Linked DNA regions of Pan troglodytes: region 2 is linked to region 1. The links are chromatin contacts, called in public Hi-C maps. All regions are on one chromosome and are shown on one strand. The core of a region is the stretch at or near the end of the contact, and the rest is flanking DNA. Distances in the headings are between cores, read along the strand shown.

Evidence for each region. A called contact is a pair of places that touch in the nucleus more often than the background predicts.
Region 2: a contact with region 1 is called in a Hi-C map of induced pluripotent stem cells, with 2.6 times the contacts expected there. The contact joins the promoter of KLHL30 here to the promoter of RAMP1 in region 1. A contact is called at or near these places in 2 of 7 Hi-C or Micro-C datasets (induced pluripotent stem cells and stem cell-derived neural progenitor cells).

The regions. Positions count from the first base shown.
Region 1 is chr13:140,031,478-140,037,329 of NHGRI_mPanTro3-v2.0_pri, reverse strand. It overlaps RAMP1 (receptor activity modifying protein 1), which reads right to left and starts at 1,939. Exons shown (of 3, transcript XM_516183.8): 1 at 1,777-1,939. The coding sequence starts at 1,828.
Region 2 is chr13:140,309,942-140,315,626 of NHGRI_mPanTro3-v2.0_pri, reverse strand. It overlaps KLHL30 (kelch like family member 30), which reads right to left and starts at 2,102. Exons shown (of 8, transcript XM_016950816.3): 1 at 2,012-2,102; 2 at 1-204. The coding sequence starts at 134.

The DNA of each region.
Region 1 (5,852 bases), core at 690-3,189:
ATTGTAAAATTGTCACAGATAAGTTCTTAAACCTGTAAACTAGAGTACTTAAAAAAATTCCACATTGCCATTCTGGGTAGCAAAATCTTCATCACCAAGGAGACCTGGCTAGTGCTACAGTTTGGGAAGGAAACAGCCTGTGCTCAGTAATTCTACTAATTACAGCTGGGCTCCAATGACATTAATTTGCTGATAACCTCATAAAGTTTTGTTTGTTCTTCCAAGATATAACATTAGCCAGGCCACTCAAAATAACGTTAAAATTACAGGACTTTGGACTTTCGGCAGAACATGAATAGTTTTCTTGGTAAACAAGGAAGGTCTTTATATGTGATCGTGACATAGTGCTTTATTTACACAAGCTTTAGAGGGTTCAGCCTCTGGACACTAGTAAAGAACGTTTATTTATTTGGTTATTTATGTAAAAAATATTCCACAACCCAGCTCTCTGCCTTGCTAACAAAGAAATATTTGTTTCTTAGGAAACGAAAACAGTGAAGGCCATGTCAAGCCAAATGGAGAGAATAAAATTACTGCGAGATTCTGCTTTCCACGTAACTTCAGCCAAAACTCTAAAGTGGCAAGATCCGCTTTCAGATTATATTATATCGGCCTCTGAGGATTCTATGCAGATCTGCCACCCCTTGGAGAGGTTTACAAATAGGGACCAGAAATCCATGGCTCCCAAGAAGCCCTGGCCGCTCTCCTTGCTGGGCCACGAACCGCTCCCCCAGCTACAACAGCGCCGGTGGTCCCTGCTTGCCCAGTGCCAGCGCCGAAGAGGTCTTGTGCGGCAGGTGCCTCTGACCAACATCACTGTTTCCGGGGAAAGGCCACACATACCAGAAACAACTGCTCCGGCCTTCCCAGGGACACTGGGTTCTCCCACGCCAGTAACCTATTCACAGTTTCCGTTAAAAGGTAGCTAAATACACGGAATAATGCAATAACCAAAGCGGTTTAGAAGGGGCTTGAGTTAGCATTTTAGGAACACATTACAGACAAGGGAAGTGAACAGCACCGTTTCTTGCCGAGTGTGTGGCCAGTTCCTGTGGCCATGGGGCTGCTGCTAATCTCCACTTCTCCCTCCAAGTGGAAAGCCAAACATGTTCCACCACTTCACCAAGGGACCCGTCCTTCTTTAAATTTCTATTAGCCAAAAGTGCCAAGTTAACAAGCAAACCAAAAGAAAAAAGAAAAAAAGCGATGGAAATGTCCCGAAAAGGGCTGGCCTCATTTCTGCAAAAGACGTGATTTGCAAACAAGCAACTGCTGCAGGCGACAGATTGTCAGTGTTGACTAATTTCCATACAAACCGGCTGTGGTTCTGATTTCCGAACACTGCGTCTTCTGCAAGCTGCCTGTCTGCAGGTTTTGCAACGCGGGACGGCCTAGGGAAGGGAGCCTGCGCTGGCAGTCACCGCGGCGCACAGCCTGAGAAACGAGGTGCGGGGCTGGGGAATCCCGCGTCCTGTTTTTCCTTCTGAAAACTACTTCTCCAGTGTGCAGGGCTGACTCGCCCCACGCTTTCCAGAATGCCCGCTCTCCGACGTCCCCAAAGCCGTCCCTTCCCCGGCGAGAAGCGCAACACCGGTCCGCGCCCTCCGCCTCCCCTGTACCCTGGGGCCTCCCGCCTGGAACCGGGGCGGCCCGCGTTCAAGGGCAGCGGATCTGTGCGCCCGCGGCGTCCGCCCCCACCCGCTCCCCTCCTCTCCCCTAGAGGACACCGGCTGGCCAGGGGAAGGGAGCTCGGCCGAGACCCCTGGCCCTACTCACCCAGGAGCAGCCAGAGGCCGCGCCGCGGGAGGCGGCACAGGGCCCGGGCCATGGTGCACAGCGGTGCCGAGTCGAGTCCGCTCGCCACGCGCCCCGCTGAGGACTGAGCCCGCCGCGGCGCGGGCCCGGAGGAGACGCGCCGGGGGCGGGAGCGGGCGCGGGAGCGGTGGGAGGCGGCGGCCGCGCGGCCCGGCCCACTGCGGCTCCCCGGCTGGGTGCCAGGGCCGGGGGCGCCCAGGGCCGGTAAAACCTTGCAGGGGGGCCGCGCGGGCGTCTCCAGGCCCCTCCCGGGGGGCGGCACACTTGGGGTCCCAGGAAGGCCTCCTGAAATGTTCTCCCAGCAAATAAACACTTTTTAAACTAGGGAGGGTCTCCTAGACGACTCAGCGTGAGCGGCACCTTGGTCTCCACCTGGGGATCTTCCCCTCCTCCTCCTCCGAGGTTCTGGGCGTTCCTGCCTGGTGTTTGCCTTGCAAAAGGCTAAGATCTCCCAGCCTTATCTACCTCTCCGCCCAGGTGCAGGCGCTGGGGAGCGTGGGGGGCAAAACTCGCCGCCGCGCCTGGCGAGACCCGTAGTAACCCAAAATGGCGCACACTTACCAGGCCCTGGAATGCTGCTCCAGATCTGCAGGATGAGTGGGTGGGCAGAGGCGGGGACAGCACGGCAGGTGAACAGAAGCCGTGGGGCTGGAGGAACAGGGCTCTTTGGGGGGATTGAGATGGCCTGGGAGTCTTGCCGTTGATGGGTAGGTAGCGAGAGCCTGGCAGGAGGTTGTGAGGGCCTGGCCACAGAGTCCTGAGATGAGGTTTGCTTTGGTGGCACTCTGGCAGCTGCATGGAAAACTGATGGGGGATCTTGGGTACATTCGTTTATGTAAAGTGGTGAGAGGAGGGCGCTCTGGAGATGGGCCGGGGAAGCCTACGGAGGAGCAGGTTCTGGGAGGCACAGGCCTGGCCTCTCGGCATTACTGGTGGCTGGATTTCACTTGCAGTGGTTCCTTCTTGTATTATCCTGTTCCGAGAACTCTTAGCAACAGTAAATTTATACTTGTGCTAAGGAATGCACCACTGCCCTTGGAGGGGGAAGAATCACCACCCTGGTGCTGCGGCCACAGCTGTCTCTTTTGTGGTGGAAGCTGCAAGTGCACAGCATTGCTGAGTGACCAACGTTTTCTCCTAGGAAAGGGAACAGTCTGTGGCTGAGAGGCTGCTGCCACCTGCAGTAAGCTTAGAGAAGGGGAGACAGCCGACAGCGAGGTCATCCACTGGTTCTTCTAACACAGGCTGCGAGGGCACTCAGGGCCAGCATGCCTACCACCTGTGCAGGGGCCCCAAGTGTTCTGAGAGTGAGGGGTGAGATGGTGGGGGAGGGCACACATTCTCTTGACTTGATTAGCCCTTGTTCTTGAACCCTAGGAGATACACCCCATTGGGTGGCCTGGCATCCCTACTTTCTTCATTTAACAGACATTTGTGTCCCTATGTGCAAGACACTGTTAGATCGACCAGCCCTGCCCTTCAATTGGTGAATCTAGGGGGTGACCTCTAAAACTCTCAATAACATGAGCGCCACAATACAGGAGCCACCCGGAACAAGGGACACTTGCCTCAGCTGCAGTGCAAGCAAGGAGACAAAGGACTTTGGACAAAATGCAGCCCAGGCAGTCCTGAGGGCTGGGTGGAGAGAAGGGCACAAGGGAAACGCAGGCCCGAGCACAGGCCTGGCAGCCAGAGGCCGTGCCATGTGAGAGCAGCACAGCTAGTGGGGAAGGGTGGCTGCCAGCGCAGCCCTGGGACAGGGCCACCGTACATCCTGCACTAGGCGATGGCCAGTCATAGTAGGGGAGAAGAACCTGCATCTTTCTGCAGCCATCACTCGCCCTCCATATCCAGGGACTCTGGCTTGAGCCACCCTTTCTACTTGTAGCTTGTGGACTTTGGCTGCATGTTTTTGGTTGGCAACTGGGACTCCTCTTTCATCAGGCTCAGCAGGAGTCTTCCTTCCCAACGTTTTCTCTTTGAAGCTTGACTGCAAGGAGGCAAGGCCAGAGGCCCCTGTCACTGCTGTTTTCTCAACACCCCCTAAAGGATACATTTTCCTAAGAAGACAAAGCCTATTTCTCAAGTTCACATGCTTTAGAAATTCACAGTTCTCTGGAGAATGCTGAAGTAAGGCACACACCTAGAGGCATGTTCTGTCCTAATGATTTTCCTGTGTGTACCTTGGGTCTAAGTAAGAGATTCCTTAGCAACTACTGTGGGCTTCCCGTCTTCAGAAGTTGTAGTCTGATGTATCTGTATTTCTAACTGGTCAGAGGTAGCATGGAAAATCATTCCTCTCCCAGGGTACCTCAGTCTAGAGGGGCATTAGGTTAAACAATGGAAGAGATCAGAAAATGGCCAAGTGCTTTACTGCATACACAGTAGGGCTAAAGATACAATCAAAGCCTGGTCAACACTGCTAAAAATTCACTATTAACATAAGATTCCTGCTTCCAGCCGAGATGAAGTTACAGGGACTGGACTCACCTTCCCATCTTAAACTAAAAAACTGGACAAAATGTATGAAACAACAGTTGTCACAGTGGACCACAAGAAGTGCAGGGACCCCTGAGAGCAGGGAAACAAATAAGGTGAGTGCTACAACTGCTCACTGCCTGGAGTTTGCAGACCACAGATGGAGAAAGGAAACCCAAAGAGAGTCTGGGGAAGCCAGGCAGTTAACGCTGGCAGGGCATAGTACCGGAGAGGAAAGAGCTGCGCAAAGAATGCGCTTGAGAGATCACAGAGGGTCCCACTTGAGTCTCAGCCCACACATCTAAGGACACTACCCAAGGGAAAAGAGTCTAAGAGCCCACACCCAGCTGGGAATAGTTCCAGTTCCCACCAACCGTAGTGGAAAAATCTTGAAATACACAGAACATCAGAGCATAATTAGAAGGGCAAGTCCCTCTCTGTAGTCAGTAAAAATTACAAAGGCTATTCTGGTGCTGCCTAACAAAACTTAAAAGCAAGAACTAACAGGAGCAAATGATTTCCAAGTAGCTATTACATCCCGTAACTTAAAAACAATAAAAGAACAAAGCATCAGAGAGCCATGAGGCAACTCCAGGTGGCAACTCTAAGGTGTAACTGGAGCCCCTGGAGGAAGGTGGGTGGGAAATATGTGAAAAACCACTATGTGGAACATTTTCTATTAACCCATGAGCCAAGAACATCCCCAAACTCCAAGCACAAAAATCATTTAGAAAAATATGTGAAAGCACATCACGATCAAATTGCCTAAAGCCAGTAATAAAGAGAAAACCTTAAAAGCAGCCAGAGAGAGAAGACATTACGTATAGCAGGGGTCCCCCAACCCCACAGGAGTACCAGATCATGGCCTGTTAGGAACCTGGCCTCACAGCAGGAGGTGAGCAGTGGGTGAGCTAGTGAAGCTGAGGTCCGTATCCTGTTAGATCAGCAGTAGCATGAGATTTCATAGGAGTGTGAACCCTACCGTGAAGTGTTCATGCAAGGGATCTAGGTTGTGCTTCTTATGAGAATGATGATCTGAGGTGGAACCGTTTCATCCCTAAACCATCCCCCTCTCACCCCATGGAAAAACTGTCTTCCACAAAACCAGTCCCTGGTGCCAAAAAGGCTAGGGACTGCTGATGTACAGAACACAGGTAAGGGTGACAGAAGAGTTCTCATGGGATATAATGCCACCAGAAAACAATGGAACGTTTTTAAGTACTGGAAGGAAAAAAAGCATCAAATATTCTACAGATAGTTTTTCAATAACTTGCTGATATGAAGGGGAAGACTCCACTGGTGTCCTCACTATCAGGCCTGCAATTTAAAGGCTGAACTTCAATCATTATCAATAATGAATCAGTGGTTCTGAAGATAACATGCTCATAAGCAATAACAGCTTAGTTCTGTGAGTTGTTTAAATCGTGCAATTGCTGGATAAACACTAACAAAAACAGCAGTATCTCAGGGAACTCAGGTTCATCAACTATCCATTTTTCAAGTCCTGCAGGAAGTCCCACTGTTAAAACCAAAACACTTGCAAGTAGCTGAGAACAGAA
Region 2 (5,685 bases), core at 853-3,352, 280 kb before region 1:
GGCAGCTCCCGGCCGCCCACCAGCAGTGTGACGTCGGCCAGCTTGGGCTGAGAGCGCAGCCGCTGCAGGCCGTCCAGCATGTCCTGGGCGTGCGAGGGCAGGTGGAAATCCAGGTCATCCACGTTCCGCACCATGACGCCGCTCCCAGGGGACCTCAGTAGTCCACCCACTCAAGGGAAGAAGTGCCTGGAGCCGCCCGAGCTCCTAGGAGAGAAGAGAGCAGGGTCAGCCAAGTGGGGATGGTCTCATCCTCCTGAGCAACCCGGTGTCATTCCCATTTGCAGTGAGGAAATTGAGGTTCAGAGAGGGTGAGAGACCTACCCATGGCCAGGCATTCAGGGCAGAACAGGGTTGGCAAAAGAACCCATGCCCTGGGTGTCATCCGCAACCCTGGGCTACACTGAGCCCACCCCCCAGGGACCCCGGAGGCACCCAAACTCCCGGAAGGCATCCTCTGTCCCAGATCCCACATTGCTGGGGAGGCCATTTGGGGGCTGCAGCAGCTCCTGCTCCCGCGGTGCTCCCAGGTGCCAGGCCACGTGCCAAGCATGCAGAGAAGCTGTGCATTCACCACTCAGCCCCACAACAGTCCTGGAGGGTGGGTGCAATCATTGCCTCTTTTACAGCTGGGGAGACTGAGACACAGAAGGTTTCAGTCACTTGCCCAAGATCACACATTTAGGAAGTGGTGGAGCTGGAATTTGAACTCAGAGCTAGGCTTGGGGGCCCAGGCTCTGAACCCTGCATTCCACGTGGCCGGGTGGAGGCTGCTAAACGGAAACGGCCAGCCCAAGGCAGCGTTCTGGAGGGTTTCGCGTCACCACGCCCGCAAGGTTGAAGTCAGCAAGGCCGCTTTCAGGCTCATGTAATTATGTGCATGTGGTTTATATCCTTCGGGTATCGCACCCTAAGACAACCGTCCCTAGGAGAGATCAAGTCTGTGCACAAGCCTTCGACCCGGGTCACCCCAGGGCGAAAGGCTGCGCAGCGGAGAGGCCGTTCGCCCGCTAGGGGGCGCCTCGCGGGGCCATCCCGGGCAGGAGAGGCGGCCGCGCGTCCACAGGTACAAAATGCATGGGAACGCCAGCGGCATGGAAATGACAAAGCTCAGCTGGAGAACCAGGAGGCCAAGAATCTGGCCCGGGCAGCCACGGTGCAGGTACAGGTGCAGGCGGTGGGAGCTAGGGCTCCCCGACTTCCCGACCCCGGTGCCACCTCTTGACCCCAGAGCGGGGAAGCACCTGGGAGCCCACAGGGCCTCGCGGACCAACCCGGGCTCGGGCACAGGGCAGCTCAGGCGGCCGGGGCCCCATGCCCCAGCATCCCGGCCGGTACACGAAGTACCCACCCAACACTGCATGCATGGGGGTCCTGCCTGGCCCCTCCCCAGGAGGTGCTGGCCCCAGTGAAGGCGGCTCTGCCCTCCCTGGGCAGCCGGGAGATGAGCTGGGGCCTGAGTAGGTGATGGGGCTGTCCCTGGGCCACCGCCTGCAGGCCTCGCATTCCCGTCATTGTTGTGCTCCCTTGGGCCAGCTGCTGCCGGGCGATGGGCAGGCAGGCGTGAGCGCCCCCACTTCCCCTGGGGGCCTCAGGGGTGCCTGCTGACACCTGTCACCCTGCAGTCCCTGCATGGGTCGGGGCTTCCTGAGGGTCTCAGAGCCTCACCCCAGTGCCTGCCCAGGCCCGGAGTGAGGAAGCCAAGTGGGCAGGACAACAAAAGGCCTGAGCCCAGCCAGGCTGGCGACTGTGGCTGAGTGGCCCTGGCTGCCATCTGAGGGGTGGCCCAGCCTCCCCCTCCCACCTCTCCGGCTGGGACACGGAGGGAAACCTGTCTCCTGAGCCCCCACCCTGAGGAGCCTGGCTTGGCCGCTGGCAGGGGCCAGGGGGCGTCTCCGAAGCACCCTGCTGTGATCCCTGGCCTCCGGGGCCTAACCCACCCTCCCCGCTGCTCCCGGCTGGGTTCCCCCTGCCCTCTCTGCTGTCCCCTGCCCCAGAGCCCCCTGGATCCTACCTCTCACTCAGCCTGGACCTCGAAGCTGAGAACACAGACCCGAGAGAGCAGGACTGCCTAGCCGGCAGCCAGGGGACACGGAGGCCTGCAGGGCGGGGCAGGGCTGGTCTGGTGGCCACGTGGGGAGGGTATTTTTAGCCTCTGTCTGCAGGGCGAGGGGAGGGTCAGGCAGTGAGGGCTGGGCTGGTGGGGGAAGGAGTGAGATGCCGGCTCCTCGGTGACTGTTAGCTCAGAAAGCCCACTGAGGCCTTTCAGGGACTTGTGGCCTAGGACAGACATCAGGAAGGGCTCCAGGGCAAGGACAGGTGAAAGCTGTCGCGATTGGGCTGGCTGGTGGGGGCAGGGATGCAGCTTCCCCACCTGTTTCCTCGTCTACAAGGTGAGGACAGTGGAGCCCGTGGTGGGGGCCCGGGGTCGCAGAGACCCTCAGCCCAGGGCCAGGACACCGACAGGTGCTGCCCTCGCTGTTGATGTCAGTGGCACCTATGTGTCCTCTTGTTCTGTTGTCACGTGGGAAAACGTGATTATCATGAATAAGCACAGGTTGGTCAGCAGAGGCTTTCCGAGCTTGGGGTCCATGGTGGCGGTAGGGAAACTTTGCCCAGAGAGGGGAGGTGCCACACTCAGTTGCCCCGCCCAGCTAGCGCGGATAGGGGAGATCCTGGGGCTCCTTGCCCTGCTACCCCATGGCCTTGACCTCGGGGCTGCCCAGGATGGCTAAGAAACAGGGTCATCTAAAAATACAGCAGTGGACTATCAGCCTCCCGTCCAGCACTTGGTTCACGGTAGTCGCAGGGGGAAGCCCTCACACCTGGGACTGAACTGGGCTTAGAACCACAGGCCCTGACCAAAGTCAGGTGGGTTGAGTTGGAGACCCAGGAGGCCACTGGACATTTCTCACACCAGTGACCAGAGCAGAGCTTTGTGGCTGAGGGACTTCAGGTGCATGGGAGAGAAGCCCTCAGCCCTCAGCCCTCTACCCATCGGCCATGTGGGCCTGACCAGTATGACCATTTCCAGGTGTGCTGCGACCTGGAGGAACTGGGGAGTATTGGGTCTGGCTGTGGCCTCTTGATGCTACTAGGGATTGTCCTAATGCTCTTACAGACCAGAGAGGTCCAGGTGGCCCCCAGGGAGACAGAACCCCACTCCTGGTCCTGAGGTGCACACAGCCTATGGAGGGGAAGCTCACCTACAAATTACTGCCAAGTCTGCAAGGTGCCCTTAGGGTTACCTTCCATAGAGATTCCCTGAGTCCATGCTTCCTCTACAGCCCAGCCTGGCCCAGCCATAGCCCAGCCATAGCCCAGCCATAGCCCAGCCCAGCTCAGCTATTGCCCAACCATAGCCCAGCCATAGCCCAGTCCAGCTCAGCCATAGCCCAGCCTTAGCCCAGCCCAGCTATAGCCCAACCATAGCCCAGCCATAGCCCAACCATAGCCCAGCCACAGCCCAGTCCAGCTCAGCCATAGCCCAGCCTTAGCCCAGCCCAGCTATAGCCCAGCCTTAGCCCAGCCCAGCTCAGCCATAGCCCAGCCATAGCCTAGTCCAGCTCAGCCATAGCCCAGTCCAGCTCATCCATAGCCCAGCCATAGCCTAGTCCAGCTCAGCCATAGCCCAGTCCAGCTCAGCCATAGCCCAGTCCAGCTCAGCAATAGCCCAGCCATAGCCTAGTCCAGCTCAGCCATAGCCCAGTCATAGCCCAGCCATAGCCCAGCCCAGCTTAGCCACAGCCCAGCCATAGTCCAGCCCAGCTCAGCCATAGTCCAGCTGTAGCCCAGCCATAGTCCAGCCCAGCTCAGCCATAGTCCAGCCCAGCTCAGCCATAGTCCAGCTGTAGCCCAGCCATAGTCCAGCCCAGCTCAGCCATAGTCCAGCTGTAGCCCAGCCATAGCCCAGCCCAGCTCAGCCATAGCCCAGTCATAGCCCAGCCATAGCCCAGCCATAGCCCAGCCCAGCCATAGCCCAGCCCAGCCCAGCCTGGCCCCCGCTCCTGCTCTTTCCCCTGCTCGTGTCCCACACTGTCCCAGGATTTTCCCCCGGCCTTGGGCATCAGCCTCATGTTGGGTGGGGGACCCTCATGGAGGACCCCAACTCTCGCTGTGTGCAGGACCACTATGGGGTGGGCGCTACAGTGTTGGGTTTCCATAGTGTCCCCGCTGTGTGCAGTCCTGGCTCGGGCTGGAGGAAATGAGGACAGGGGATTCTGATGACAGGCTGCTGTCACGGGGAGCTGGCTCTGCTCGGGGAACAGCACTGCTTGCCAAGTGTGGAGGCCTCACAGCAGCCGTCGTGGGGCTCGGAGCCCCAGCACCTCAGATGACAGGTCAGTCTGGGAAACTCAACACCGGGGGTGCAAAACAGATCCTCCATCAAGAGATTGCTACGGAGTGGCGAAGTTTTTAAAAATACACCCCTCGTTTCTTTTTATGAGGATAAAAATAACACAAGTTCCTTTAGGAAAACAGAAAAATAAAAAGCAGAAAGTGTCATTAGTAAAAGATAATTTGCCATTAATATGCTTCCAGCTCTTTCCTGTTGTCAAAATGAGCCTGCCTGCGTGTGTGGGTCAGCGCCCTTTCCTCACACCTTGTTATATTCTGGGCGTTTCTGATGGGATCAGCACTTGAAGATTTTGAATTTTTGCCAGGCGCGGTGGCTCATGCCTGTAATCCCAGCACTTTGGGAGGCTGAGGCGGGTGGATCACCTGAGGTCAGGAGTTTGAGATCAGCCTGGCCGACATAGTGAAACCCCATCTCTACTAAAAACACAACAATTAGCCAGGAGTAGTGGCGGTGCACACCTATAGTCCCAGCCCGCAGACCCTCCCGCCCCAGGCCAGGCTTCCGATGACTGCAGTTGGGCTGAGCACTTCACGGGACCCTCCTGAGACATCCCGAGGTGCAGCCACCCCACACACGTGCTCCCGAGGAGAAACTGAGAGACGATGCGTGTGTGCTGTTCGAGGACATTGGATTTCAGGCAGTTGACTGTGCAGCACTAGGTCACTAGTACAGCAGACAAAAACATGGAAACAGCACAGCAATGGGGGCTTCCATCTCAGATACGAAGATGTCATCATTACAGCGTAAAATGCCATCAAACAAGGTGGTTTTGACCCAAGAATAAACAAATCCCAACAGCCAATGCACAGAAAGCGGTGCCACGGCAAGTCCGCAGGGAAGGAGGGGCCGTCTGATGTGTGAGAGTGCTGGTGAAAGGGAAACAAGGACAGCCCGATGGAACCCAGGCCCCAAATCACCCCAGATGGAGTGAGAGGTGCTGTGCAGCGCTGTAAGGCCCCCGAGAGGGGGGCAGACTGATATGCCGACCCAGCCTGGGACATCCTCACAGCTGGAAGGCCCCCAGCCCAGCAGAGGGGAGCTCACTCACACAATTTTTTGTTTGTTTGTTTGTTTGTTTGTCTCTTTGGAGATGGAGTCTCGCTCTATCACCCAGGTTGGAGTGCAGTGGTGCAATCTCTGCTCACGGCAACCTCCGCCTCCCGGGTTCAAGCGATTCTCCTGCCTCAGCCTCCTGAGTAGCTGGGATTACAGGTATGCACCACCATGCCCAGCTAATTTTTTTGTATTCTTAGTAGGGATGGGGTTTCACCATGTTGGCCAGGATGGTCTCCTGACCTCAAGTGATCTGCCTGCCTTGGCCTCCCAGA